Linked DNA regions of Mus musculus: region 1 is linked to region 2. The links are chromatin contacts, called in public HiChIP or PLAC-seq maps. All regions are on one chromosome and are shown on one strand. The core of a region is the stretch at or near the end of the contact, and the rest is flanking DNA. Distances in the headings are between cores, read along the strand shown.

Region 1 (6,245 bases), core at 3,546-6,045, 340 kb after region 2:
CCTGCCTTCAAAAGCTTTCAGAAATGAGTGAGCCAAAGAAATTGATATAAAGGCAATTTTGTCTTGTCATCCCAAAGAGCAGGAGTAGGAAATCTATCTCAAAAGGGGCAAGGGGGGTGCATATTTAAAACCAGTGAAAGATTTACTGCTTTCCTTTTTCCCTTTCAAAGAAGAAGTCAAGGGCTATTCCTTGTTTGAATGAGAACAAAGACCCTTGGGGATCAAGGTAGAAGGTAAATATTTGAAATAATGTGTCATTGTATTTTCCATAATGACCTGCAGTCTTTGAAATCTGACAACTTTCCTATCTACAGGTTGGTTTGTTTTTCCTTATTTGCTCTCTTAGACTGTCAGCCACCAAAGAAGCTCATAAACACAAGGACTCCGAAAGGCATCCAGCCAACATGACCTCAGAAGTATTTACATACTGTGATGGAGACCGTGATATAATTCAGTTTCTGTATCACTGTATTTTCTGCCAATTACTACTCCAGTGTGTCTCTCGGGGATGTGGTAAGTATTGGTTTAAGATAAAAAGGCAAAGACAAACATGAGTGTATGACATGAGGCTTGGTTTTCCATGAGGCCATTGTTTCTTAGCCCTCGCTGCTGCCTGCACCTCACCACCTGCAGTTCTGAGCTCCCAGGTCTGCAGTGCATCCTGAGCCGAGCCGGATGGCCAGTGGGGTTTAACAGAGCCATTACCATTGAGAAACTACACTTGGAAATGGCAGGGATGCTGTGTGTCCTATATGGTACACAGTTCTGACCAACCTGATTTAAGACATTAAAAGCTAAACCTGGGGTGAAAAATCAGGGAATAGAAATGGCTGAATGAGACATCGCACCAGGCTGAAATCGGGTAACATGGACAAAATACATGAATATGAAATTGAAAGGAACATTGAAATAGATGGACTCTGAGAATAGAGTGCAGAGGCCACCTAGAAACCAGAATTTATGCTGTTTAGAATGAGAACTTCGATTGCTTTGACCCTTTTTTCATGCATCTAAAAAGAACCCAAATAACTAGATGATCACCTTGTAGCCAGATGTTCCTAGCACATATCAAGAGGTTATCAGCTGTTGTTTTCTGGACATTTCCATATGTTTGTACATGCCTTTATTAGTGGCATCCCCCTGCTCCATTTTGATTATCAGTTACATGGTCCCAGTTTCTTTCCAGTGCATAAAACCATCAATTTTTTCTGCCTTCCCAGGAAAGTCATTCAGACTAGCTGAACCCATTTTTTCAAAATGACAGCCCCTAAGACCCAAATGCATTCCTTTTGGTTTTTATAGTTTCTAAGTTTGAACGGAATGATACCCACTAGTAAAACTACATAACCTGAGGTGCGGACTATACTCCTCCTACTCAGAGGAAACAAGGTTCTAGTCTACAAGATGAAGAGCCAAACGAGAGTCTAGTCTACAAGGTTCTAGTCTACAAGGTTCTAGTCTACAAGATGAAGAGCCAAATGAAGCGCAACTGTTTAGTGAAAGTCTGCACCTCTATCTGCTCTAGGCACCTGGCAAAACACCACACACTTGAACACACACACATATACAAACTCACATGCGTGCATGCACATATACATGCACACACACATACACACACTCACATGCACACGTATACACATACATGCGCACACACACACCTGAGATGCTGTTTTCATGCACTTCTGGTCTCTACTGGAATTCCCTCGGCTGTGGGGATTTCCAGCTTGCCTGGAGCCCTTTGGCAAGGTACCCTGTTACTAGAGAACAAAGGGGAGGAAGGACTGTGGAGGATGGTAAGGAATGATGCCAGAGGAGTCCCTGAGGAGCCTGGCAGCTTTCAAATGCTCTCAGGCACCCTTTTCTATTCTGTCTACTCAAAGCCAGGCTCTCCAGGCGTTTCCTAAACTCTCTTCATGCAAGTCAGACTGGTACGCCCCAGTCATGGGGCAATAGATTCAAAAGCAAGCTCCCCTGCGGTTAACTACCTATCTATCACGGCTTCTTTTTAAATTTTGTTTATTTATTCTTCTCACACATATTAGATCCTGACAACAGTTTCCCCTCCCTCTTCTCCCCCTATTTTTTTTCCTCCCCCCTCCCCATCCACTCTTCCTTCATTCATTTCAGAAAATGGCAGGCCTCCCAGGGCCATCAACCAAACATGGCATATCAAGTTATAATATGACTAGGCACATCCTGTCATATCAAGGCTGGACAAGACAACTCAATATGAGGATAAGGGGCCCCAAAGCAGACAAAGTGTCAAAAATATCCCCACTCCCACTGTTAGTAGTTCCACAAGAACACCAAGCTACACAATCATAACATATATGCACAGCCAAACCCTAGGCAGAGATCAAGGAGTCTTGTAGAAGAGGGGGAGGAAGGATTGTAGGAGCCAGAGGGTTCAAGGATACTACAAGAAAATGACCCATAGAATCAACTATTACAACGTCTTATTGTTTAAAAAAAAAAGCTTCATTTGTAGTGAAGGGTATATGGGCAACAGAGCTCTAGCAAATGTGAGCAGAATCCACTCTGTATGTCTCACTAACTCTGGAGCTATGACCAGTGTCTTTGCCTTCTCTAGCTTCTGTCAAAATATATCTGCTTTGACAAGATCTCTCAACATCATAAAAACAGCTGCAAATCTCCTAACATTTTTAATATAAGAGAAATTTGGCAAAAGTGATCACTTCAGGGTCTGGAAACAAAATAGAGAGAGAGATCAGAGGGAAGTGTTTATCCATGAACAACTGATAACCAAGTAAGTGGGGTCCGTGAGCCCAGCCTGGGCTGCTCCCATCATCCTCAAGCTCCGGTATTGGTGAGCCGTCAACCACCTCTAGGTTATGGCTAGAGGAGCTCACCATGCCTACCATTTTTGTTAGGTTGTCAATAAAGATATTAAGTCTGGCAGGAAAAAATATATTGGGGATTCTCCTATGTGTTATATAGTCTGAGGATATAGCGAAAGCCAGATTGTACAGCAGAAAGACAGGCTACTCAGATACTATTCATGGAAATTCTAGAAATGAGAGAGCTAGACGGCTCAAATGAGGCCCCTCGATGGCTCTGACACGGCATACTCTCACAGGGGAGACCCACGAGAGAGCAGTAGAACATAAAACCCAGGATACATTTGAAACCTGCTTGAACTTTGAACTCGTGCCTGGGGTACAGCCAGACTTGGAGGCTGCACTGGAGATGTGTGAGCACCTCCTCAGCTCCCTCACTGGCTGACTGCCAAGCTATGCAGACCCAGGGCTACCCAGGGCTACCCACTGAAGATGGGCTGTCAAGAGGAAAGTAAGAATGAAAGCAAAGCATAACATAACATTCTCCATATCACAGGGACACCAGCCGTGCAGACAGACTCTGAGCAATTAGTCAAAACAACAGTAACAGAAACATTAGCAACAAAACAAAAAACCAAACAAACAAACAAAAAACCTGTGAGCCCTGTTGTTGAATTTAATAACATGAGGATTACCCAAGACAGAGCTGAAAGAAAAATGATTGAAAGAAGTCTCTGGGAACGCCACACCCGATCATTATGTATGCTCACAGAGCCTCAGAGAAAGACAGAAAGAAAATTGAAGGGAGTGGTGAAGAACCAAACATCACATGTGCTGATAAGTTCCAAAAAATCTCAAGAAAGCAAATACCCAGAAAACAATTCAATGAACCAGACAAACCAGCAATAAATGATGGCTGGCTTTACAGAGAGCAGTGGACTCTCCCCTAGACATGAAGCCCTCCATCCTAGAAGGTTACAGATCCAATGAAGTTCTTTGTATTCTGTAGGTTGGGCCCTCAGACATCAATTAACCAACTCTTCCTAGGCATGCCCAGGCACCAACGTTATCTAGGCAGTTCTTCAACGAATGGTCTTCTCTCAGATGATTCTAGATTGTATCAAGCCAAGCCAGGAGAGGAAGCATTTAAGGCAAAAATTAAAAGTAAAAGCAAAAGCCTTGGTTTTGGAGGTCTGTAACCTGTGCAGTAGCAAATGATACAAAAGTAACCGTCAAAACGACAAGGAAGATACCTGGCAGTGTGCTGTGGTGGGCCCCTTGCATTCCACATGGAGTAGTACTGTGTTCAAGTGAATATGGACGAGTTTGCAGAGCAATTACTGAAGGGGAAAGGAAAAGAATAAAAGCTGAAGGCAAAAGGCTTGAAACTAAGGCATTAAAATGCATATGCTGGGCAAAGGATGCATTTAAGCTGTATAAAGAGTGTCTATGGGCCTGGAGAGATGGTTAAGGACAGTTGCAAAGGATATGGGTTGGGTTCCCAGCATCCACATGGAAACTTACAACCAGCTGTCACTCTAGTTCCAGGGGACTGGATGCCCACTTCTGATTTCTGCAGTTACTAGGCATTCACACGCTACACTAACATACATGTAGGGTAATATGTAATTTTTAAACACATATTTTAAAACAATTTAATATATTATATATACTTTTAAAATATGAAAACAGAACTGCAATAAAGTAGGCTGATACTCGTACATTTCTGGTTAATATTCTCCTGTGTTAGTTGTTGTTATCAAGTTTTATATGAATAAATGGTCATTTTACTTCATAAGTACATGTAATTTTGTATATAATCAAAACACTGATAAATTAAGACTGTTTTAAAGACCCAGTGTAAAGGGACAAACATCTTAGCTATTTCACCAAAGACGACATAAAGATGCTTGACACTGTTACTCATCGGGGGTGTGCAGAGGCAAAGCTCAGACAGACACCACACAACACCCCCTAGTGTGGTTAAAATGAAAACGACAACTGTTAGTCATGATCTTACCATTCCTCTCCTCAGAGATCACCCCCAGAGAAATGAAAACACATGTCCCCAAGCACTGTGCCCAGGAATGCTCATTATGGCTTTATTCAGAGCAGCTCTAACAAAAAGCACTGTGGTGTCTCTCAGGAAAATGGACAAACAAACCATGGCATCTTTCTGCAATGCAATGTGACTCAACAAAAAGAAGAGGATCAAATGCTGAAACAAGCAAGAGCATGCGTGGATCCCTACAGATGCGTGTCAGATGGGGAGGATCGTGAGACACCAGGCAGCTGTGTGAGCATCAGTGACAGAAAAATGAGCAAAGCTAATGAGGGTGCAAGGAAGTCAAAATGAGGCTGACTTTATGCAGTGACACTGACTATGTGAGAACCATCTAGGATAGAGAAATATCTGTGTTCATATGTTATATCTTAATCAAAATGTACAGTTTACAATGTAAGATCTATACATTTTACTGCAATTTCATTTATGTAAAGAAATTTTAAATACTTCAGTAAAACACACCATAGGCACAAACTAACTCTCTCTCTCTCTCTCTCTGTCTCTCTCTCTCTCTCTGTCTCTCTCTCTCACACACACACACACACACACACACACACACACACACATCCATATGCCTTCTTTTTCAGCTCATTGGCTGTGACTGCCCTCCAAAGGTGTATAGACAGGATGATATACATTGGGTGTCATGAATTCTGCTCAGGTCCCAGCCGTGAGCAAGACTTTTAATTCCAGTTTGTGGTCATCCCCAAACTGATGAAACAAGAGGATTTCCCAAGCGAAACTGAGCAGCTGGCTTTGTGGTCAACCCATCACCAGCTGCCATGTTGACAGGTGTCTGACCCAGCCCAAGGAAGAAAAGATACCCACTATTGAGCCAATGTATTTTCTGGCCTGATCCATCATTTAATACATGACATATCACTGGGATACATAAGCATGAATTACAAATCAACAGACTGTTTATTTGAGGAAGAAGAATTACATTTAGGGGTGGCATGCTCTGAGTTAAAGAGGGGGTTTTGCTCACCAGTGTCTACTCAACTTTCCTAAAAATGGTTCCTCTCCCCCATCCGCAGCTCCCTCTCATCAGATCCAGTACTTAGGTTCCTGGGGACTTCAGAAACTAGCAACAACTGTGAAATGACACATATTTAATGACTAAAAACCATTCATCTAAAACCCAAAGCTTTTTTGAAGAATTTGAAACAACCTTTGCTGGCATGCTGAAAGGTTCAGGGGTCAGCACGGAGCATGGCAAGGACACAGTCATGGTCACAATGAAGGACACATTTGAGCAGTTTTCAGAGAACTCATAAAAGATGAGTGCCCGAAACCCCAGTATAAAGAGAGAAAGTCAACTACAGCCTTCCCTTTGTAAATCCAATCTCTATGTAAGGTATTGCTCAATCATAGCTTTGTTT
Region 2 (7,000 bases), core at 1,340-3,839:
AGGATGGCCTGGGCTAGGCTAGGCCTCCAAGGTTCATATGATGCTGATTAGTGCTTTCTATGCATTAAGGATACTGGAGCCTAAAGCATCTGTGTTGGCCGATCCATTAACACATACTCACCGGCCTCCTATGGTCTGAGTGTGGAGGAAGTCAGAACTTGAAAAGATCTTAGAATCTGCTCCAGCTGGTTGTAAAACTCGTTTAAATCACAGAATGTGAAAAAAGAATGTTCAGTATTTAAAAAAAACAAAAAAGAGGAGCGTGTTCCACATTCCTGCAGGCCGTCTCTCATTCCCAAGGCCTTTTCTTTCTCTCAGTGGCATTTTAAAGACTTTTCTGTTGTTGGAATCCGGTTGAAATTATCAATATGTTTTTGATTCCCTGTCTTGAAAGCACACAGAAATGGCCAATTTAAATGAAAGCTGTCACCCCCTGTAGAGTCTCTTCCCCAGCTGCCATCACCCCCACCCTGCTTACATCTTCTTAAGTCACTGGGATGGCTAGGCTTGAGGCCTGGGAGTGGAAAGGATTCTCCCCAGGAGAAGCTTGCTTCTGTGACTGCTAATTAGCTGCAGGCGGCCAAGGTTCAGAGGGTTCAGGACTACAAATGCAGACATTTCTCTTGCGTTTTATAGTGCCATAATTGTAAGACCTCAAAGGTAATTTGTTATAAGGCTCTATGGATCTGGATGGCCTAAGTTCCCTTTCCTTCAGTACAAGAAATGTCAAAGTAGAATGGTTGTCAAGTTCACTCACCAGAAGGCATAAGAAATCCAAAGCCTTAATTTCCTTTTCTACACAGTAGGCTTTATAGCACCTAACTTTACAGGATTGTCATAAGACTTAATTAAAATCGGACACAGGCTTCAGTGAGGACCAGAGAGGGAAAGGCTTGCCCATATTGACAGATTCAATCAAGCGAGCGAGGCCAGTGTGGTGATCAAATGCACAGAGGACAGAGAGTGTTGGCTGAAGCATATGCTGGGTGCCCACCTGTAGCGCATGTTTTCCTCTGTAATTTCTGATCCATCATTTTCTCTTTGTCTTTAAAAGCATCTCCTGGAAGAGAGGCAGTTTGGCAAGAAGGAAAGCAGGCCTGCTTCTTCTCTCTTCCTTTCGCCTTCTCCTTTTTGGAAACACATAACTCAAAGCAGGTTGACTACATAGCAGATCCAGTTTGTTTTAAACTCTAGTTTCAGAAGCAAATTCTTTCAGTGAATCTAAATTGAGTCCACAAAAATGGCCGGGATGGCTTGTGGACTGGGATATAAGCTCTAAGATGTGACCCCTGTCTCGTTAAAGTTGAGAATATTGAAGCCACGGTGATGGGTAACTTGTCCAGGATCTCACTGCCTCATGACCTACCTTTATTGACAAAGTGTCAGGAAAAGAAGCCAGGAATGACTAGTCAGCTGGCACTGGTCTTCTGATGGGTTGGGCAAGGAAAGGCGTGGGGTCAGGTTAGTGTCACACAGGCTGCCCAGAGGTAGAGAGAAACAGTGACAGCCAAGCTCTAGCTTACAGCAGTGACTCCAAACTAAGACCCAACACTGGATGGACAGCAAGTGACACTGAGAGCAGCTGGTATGCAAGGTGATAAAATCAAATAGGAGTTCCATGAAATGAACAGAGCACCTGGATCCTTGAATGGCTCCCCTTGTAGGAGATGTCTTCACAATCCATCCCATCCACTTTTCCCTGTCTGCCCATGACTCACTCAATGCAACCACATCCAGCACTTTTTATCCACACCCATGGTCTCGGGTGTTCATCAGACTTTTTGACTCTCTTCAGAAGCCCGTGTCCCTTCCTAGCCCCCTTCTTTTCAGTCCAACAGAATTCTACGTATTCTTCAAAGAGCTCTTCAGTCTCACTGCTGCCTCAGAGCCTTCCGTGTACCCTTGCTGGAAGCATTCTTTCCCTTCCCTGGCCTTTCGTAGCCCCATGGCTGCTCCTGTCTCCCAAGCATCAGCATCCTTGTGCATTCTATGCACAGCTATAGTTGCATTGCCTCCTCTCTCTGGCACGGTCATCCTGTCTGCCCTGTGGACCTCGCTTTCGTGTCTCACGCAGGTGCTGAGAAAATAGTTTCCAAGGGAATGATGATCTGAGAGGGGTCCACATGACAATGGCTCCATTGTATTTGCCTTTAGCAAGATTCCTTGATGGGGTGTCATGTTCTCCCAGTATGGAAAGAGACAGAGGTGTTGGAAGTATTTAGGAATGATATATAGAAATGGAGAGTACCTTTTTGAAAATGGGCCAAAGTCAATTTAAAGAAAAAGAAAAACAAAACTGAAGACATTTGTAGAGAAACTAGGCACACTTGTGAACCAGTCTGCAAACATGCAGAGGGCTTTCCCCCAGAGTACTGGAAGTAGTTAGTTTCCATTCCTGATCAAAACACATCAGTAGAAAATTAGCCTAAACAGAAGTATCACTGAGATCACACAGAAGGAAAATATTTCAGAGAGGAGGTGATTCAACACTCAGATGATTTACCAGCGGGAATGTAGACTTTAGCTCTGAATCCAGAAGACTATTAAAGCTCAGACTCCTGAGTGCCAAGGCCAGGTGAGTGACTCCTTCTGGAATGAAAGCCATGCATGAATTTGACAATCTCATCTCTCACACCTCCCTGTGCTGGCTAGGTGTCCTCCTTACATGCCACCAGAAGCCGATCCTACGATTTCCCAGCAGGTGGCGACAATACATAGAAAATTCTGATCACGACAAAGGAGAAAGAAAAGTTTGAAAAGGGCTGCGATTTCTTGAGGATATTAGAGACCCATGCTAGGTCTGTAAAAATCTATTAAGTTCTCCAGAAAACCTGAAAGTCTCTATCAATTTGCCTCACATATTCATCTCCTCTGTTCATTGGAGCTCATTGGAATAAAACAAGACAGTGTGTTTGGCTGTTTGTAAATACAACCTTCCCAACAGGGTATTTGCATTTGCAGAACATAGCCATTTGAAGAACATCTTCTGTGTCTGTGTTCAGAGAAAAGAATGGGAATGCAATTCTTTCAGAGTTACTTTGAAGACCTTATTGGATCTCTCTCTCTCTCTCTCTCTCTCTCTCTCTCTCTTCCCCCCCCCCCCCCGTGTGTGTGTGTGTGTGTGTGTGTGTGCCAATGAGAGATGCTGTCAAAAAAAAAGGGGGATAGGAATTGTTAAGGATGTCCTAAGGATGTTGTTTCTTAAAGACTGTCTCCTAAGTTCAGTAAGTATTGCACACACATTCATGTGCACCCACCAACACGTGTGCACCCCCACCTAAACAAGCACATATATTCTCACACACATAAAAATAACACCTTATTAGTAAAAACAGAGGCAGAATAATGTAAAAGAACAGTGACTCCTCTAAAGATGCACACATATTTAGAGGTCGGCGAGCCTGTGTGTTCTCTAGCTTCCTTCTGAGGAAGACTGCTGCTGCAGGATGCTAGGACCATCAAGTGTCCCTGTGAGTCATTCAAGGGAGCTGGCTCTGCTGACATGCAACAGGCCAACAGGCCAGAGCCTTGTGACTCAGCCCGGAGGCAGCCTCTGGATGAGGATGCATGAGGGTAGCCCATGCCTATCAAGTAATAACCAGGAAGGATGCTGTATATTATGTACCAACAACAGATTCCCTCTCAGGGATACTTCCCATTGAGATCCCCGCAGTGGCCCACTGGACAGTTGCTGCAGCACCATTAAGAGATAAGCTCTGCTTTTTAACCCATTCATGAGTTTTGTTTGTTTTGCTTTTGTTTTCTGGGCCCCGGAGTACTCTGGGCCGCTGAGGTTTACTTCTTTTTCTTGCTTCCCTAGTTAACATTTAGATCCTTGTATTCCTTGGATGGTGCAGGATCATGCCTCCTAAGTGATTTATCAGTGCATATAATATGCATCTTCTCCCCTGCTCTCAGGTGGCTGCATCCGTGGGACTTGCATCTGTGATGTATGGACAGGATGTGACCAACACAGGCTCTTCAGTGGAAAGAAAACTGCTCACTTTCCACAGAGAGGTGGAGAGACTTTCCATTAGCCTTTCTGTCTATCTAGAGTTTTTTTCTCCATTTCCCATGTGCTTCATGACCTCTAGGTTGTTTTGCTTGTTTAGTTGGTTGCGTTTACAAGTCAGTCCTAAGGTCCATTCTATCATGACATCCTTTGGATTAGGATCATAACAACGTGAAATTTTATTATGTGCCTGCAGTAAAGATTTCCCACTAGGTCCCACCAATGAAAACCTGTAGTACAGTTCCCAGTATGAGAAGTGGTTGTCTTTCTGTAAAAAAGATAAAGGATTTAAAACTCTGTGGTTGAATCAAGATAGAGGTGGGACGATGGAAGGCAGCCAGGGGTGGATATCCTCACTGGAGTGCTGGCTCTGAAAGCGCATGCTTTCTTTGGGATTATTTCAGTTGTCAAGCGCAGCAGGCTTGACATCAATACACAGCGGGCCATGGATTATGGCTGTCTCTAATGACCATGTCACAGTGTGTTTGTTGTTCTGGATGTTAATATATAGAGCAAATGACAGCTCTTTAATTGAAGGTTGGAAGTGCCCCTTGCTAAGGCGCCTGGGTGACACATCCTTAACCACTGAAGTGAAACCCAAGACACTTGCTGGCTACGAAATGATACCCTGGAAGTCCTCTTCCTATTTGTGTATGTGCTTGGGAGGGAACATGAGCCCAGCAGCGGGCCTGCACCTCACTGGCAGCTCTTGATTTTTACCAGAGGGTGGCATCATTGGGGAACTAGCAAGGGTATATCAGTTCCATAGGAAATCCCAGCTAACCAGAGCTTTAGTGGAACATGGAACATGGCAACACAGGGTGTTTGAGGCCAGAAGAAAGGGATCAGGTCTTGTACTTTCTTTACAAAAAGTTGAATTGTCTTTTCAAGGTTCTGGAGGTCAGAGGGACAAAGTGGGTTACCCTGGAGTAAAATCAAGCATTCATTCTGGGTGGTCTGGTGGGAGTATATTTCTTCTATTTTTCTAGTTTCTAGAAGCTTCTTATGTTCTGTGACTTGGGAACCCTTTTCATCTGTTCTCTGTTTTCTATCGACTGGTTTTCTTGTTTCATTCTCTCAACTTTGGAAATCTCTGTGATTGTATTGGCTCTTTAATCTCTTCATACCCAAATCATCTGATAAGCCATCTTAATTCTATCTACTTTCTTTAATTCCCTCCTCTCACTACCATTCAGCAAAGATACCATTCACACTGGGTCTATGAATAAAAACGTGGGCATCTTTGGGATGGAGACATTATTCTTCTTACCTGGAAGGTACTAGATTAGGAAGGCTCTGTGGAATACTCATAGATGAGATAAGACTGTTGTAGTCTAAACCTTGGAGAAAAGGACTATGGGTGGGAGAGTTACGTAAGACAAAGGCTGTTCCAGAGGTCTTAAAAGCAAAATTCTTAATCAAACCAAGATTGTCTTTTGCTAAGAGCACATGTTTTGGGCTAGGCAGAACATAGGGTCCAATGTGAAGTTTATCACTGAGTGGATATAAGATTATAAATAGAGCACTCAATGATGCTGTTCCTTTTAACGTGAAGTAGAGGTAACTATGTATAATGATACTTGTTGTAGTAAATCTCTAACCCCAATATGCCCCTGCACAAACACAAAATTCAGTTACAATAGTTATAACCTGAAGGTCTAGATGGGGCAGATTCTCCACTACACTACTCTATTTCCCAGCTTGCTGGGATCCACGTTCCTCTCGGCTTCTCTGGGCTGTGTGGTTCTGTTCCATCTTCATCTCACTTCATCTTCCTCTGTCTTCCTCCTCCTCCTTCCTCTCTTCCCCTACTTTCTAAAACCTCCAGCCCAACTTTTTCCTCCCAGCTAAGATGGGCAGAAGGTTCACATGAAATCACCTGAGTACCTGACTCACTCCTCTTCCGGGCAGCCAGCCCCTCTTGAGGAAGCAGAATTAACATCAGAATACAAACAGCACCAGGGCAACCCACAACAGAGACTGATTTTTGTCAATGTGGCAGAGTATAGAAAAGACACAACTTTTAAGGTTGCAGTAAGTTGGGGCTCAGGATTTCAGAAGAATTAGGACTGAACATGGCCCTGGAGGGAGACAGTGCAGGGGAGACTAGGGACTCTGGGTGACTGATAAGGAGCTTAGATCAAACCAAGTCTGGTCTAGAAAGAGAGCTGAGACCTTGGAGTTTGATGCCAGCCTATCTCATGTCTGCTTTCTTTTTCTTACATTATCATTGCCACATTTGAACACCACTCCACAGTCCTGCAGAGGAAGCACCTTCTATTCTTGCCTCTCTGAAGTCTTAAGTACTGCTGAGTGAGTGAGTGAGTGAGTGAGTGAGTGAGTGAGTGAGTGAGTGAGGTTGGGTAACACAGAACAGATCTCCATTTCAGCACATTTGAAATATAGCTTTCATTCAGGAATGGTACCTTATGTGAATTCCTTTTCCTAGGCCGCTGATGTACTGGCTCCTAAAGGGATCTTGTATAGCTCATCTCCTTGCTTCTTTTATTTTATTTTTTGTAACATTTTTTATTAGATATTTTCCTCGTTTACATTTCCAGTGCTATCCCAAAAGTCCCCCATACCCACCCCTACAATCCCCTACCCACCCACTCCCCCTTTTTGTCCCTGGCGTTCCCCTGTACTGGGGCATATAAAGTTTGCAAGTCCAATGGGCCTCTTTGCAGTGATGGCCGACTAGGCCATCTTTTGATACATATGCAGCTAGAGACAAGAGCTCTGGGGTACTGGTTAGTTCATATTGTTGTTCCACCTATAGGGTTGCAGTTCCCTTTAGCTCCTTGGATACTTTCTCTAGCTCCTCCATTGGGGGCCCTGTGACCCATCCAATAGCTGACTGTGATCATCCACTTCTGTGTTTGCTAGGCCACCGCATAGTCTCACAAGAGACAGCTATATCTGGGTCCATCTTGCTTCTACTCAGACCATTTTACCTGCCTAGCAAGATTTTCTAATGCCAGTCTAGTG

Evidence for each region. HiChIP or PLAC-seq counts read pairs in DNA pulled down with a chosen protein or histone mark.
Region 1: a contact with region 2 is called in a CTCF HiChIP or PLAC-seq map of the NIH/3T3 cell line, with 14 read pairs. The contact joins two enhancer-like sites. A contact is called at or near these places in 2 of 15 datasets of contacts at CTCF or cohesin (both in the NIH/3T3 cell line), 16 of 484 Hi-C or Micro-C datasets (the C2C12 cell line, adipose-derived mesenchymal stem cells, embryonic fibroblasts and 4 more) and 3 of 115 datasets of contacts at active chromatin or transcription factors (the NIH/3T3 cell line, embryonic fibroblasts and pancreatic cancer cells).

Annotation. Positions count from the first base shown.
Region 1 is chr2:117,877,481-117,883,725 of GRCm38.p6, forward strand. It overlaps 4930412B13Rik (RIKEN cDNA 4930412B13 gene), which reads left to right. Exons shown (of 6, transcript NR_040631.1): 3 at 347-513. All of the region lies in intron 8 of Gm13986 (predicted gene 13986), which reads right to left. Among named protein-coding and RNA genes, the nearest start is that of 4930412B13Rik, 59 kb to the left of the region's middle. Within about 2 kb of position 4,796, at least 38 of the 459 cell types and tissues checked have an H3K27ac peak or open chromatin away from gene starts, as enhancers often do. A contact at or near this core is called in the C2C12 cell line, the NIH/3T3 cell line, embryonic fibroblasts and 2 more, where this site is marked.
Region 2 is chr2:117,538,987-117,545,986 of GRCm38.p6, forward strand. No RefSeq gene overlaps it. Among named protein-coding and RNA genes, the nearest start is that of Gm32137, 100 kb to the left of the region's middle. Within about 2 kb of position 2,590, at least 38 of the 459 cell types and tissues checked have an H3K27ac peak or open chromatin away from gene starts, as enhancers often do. A contact at or near this core is called in the C2C12 cell line, the NIH/3T3 cell line, embryonic fibroblasts and 2 more, where this site is marked.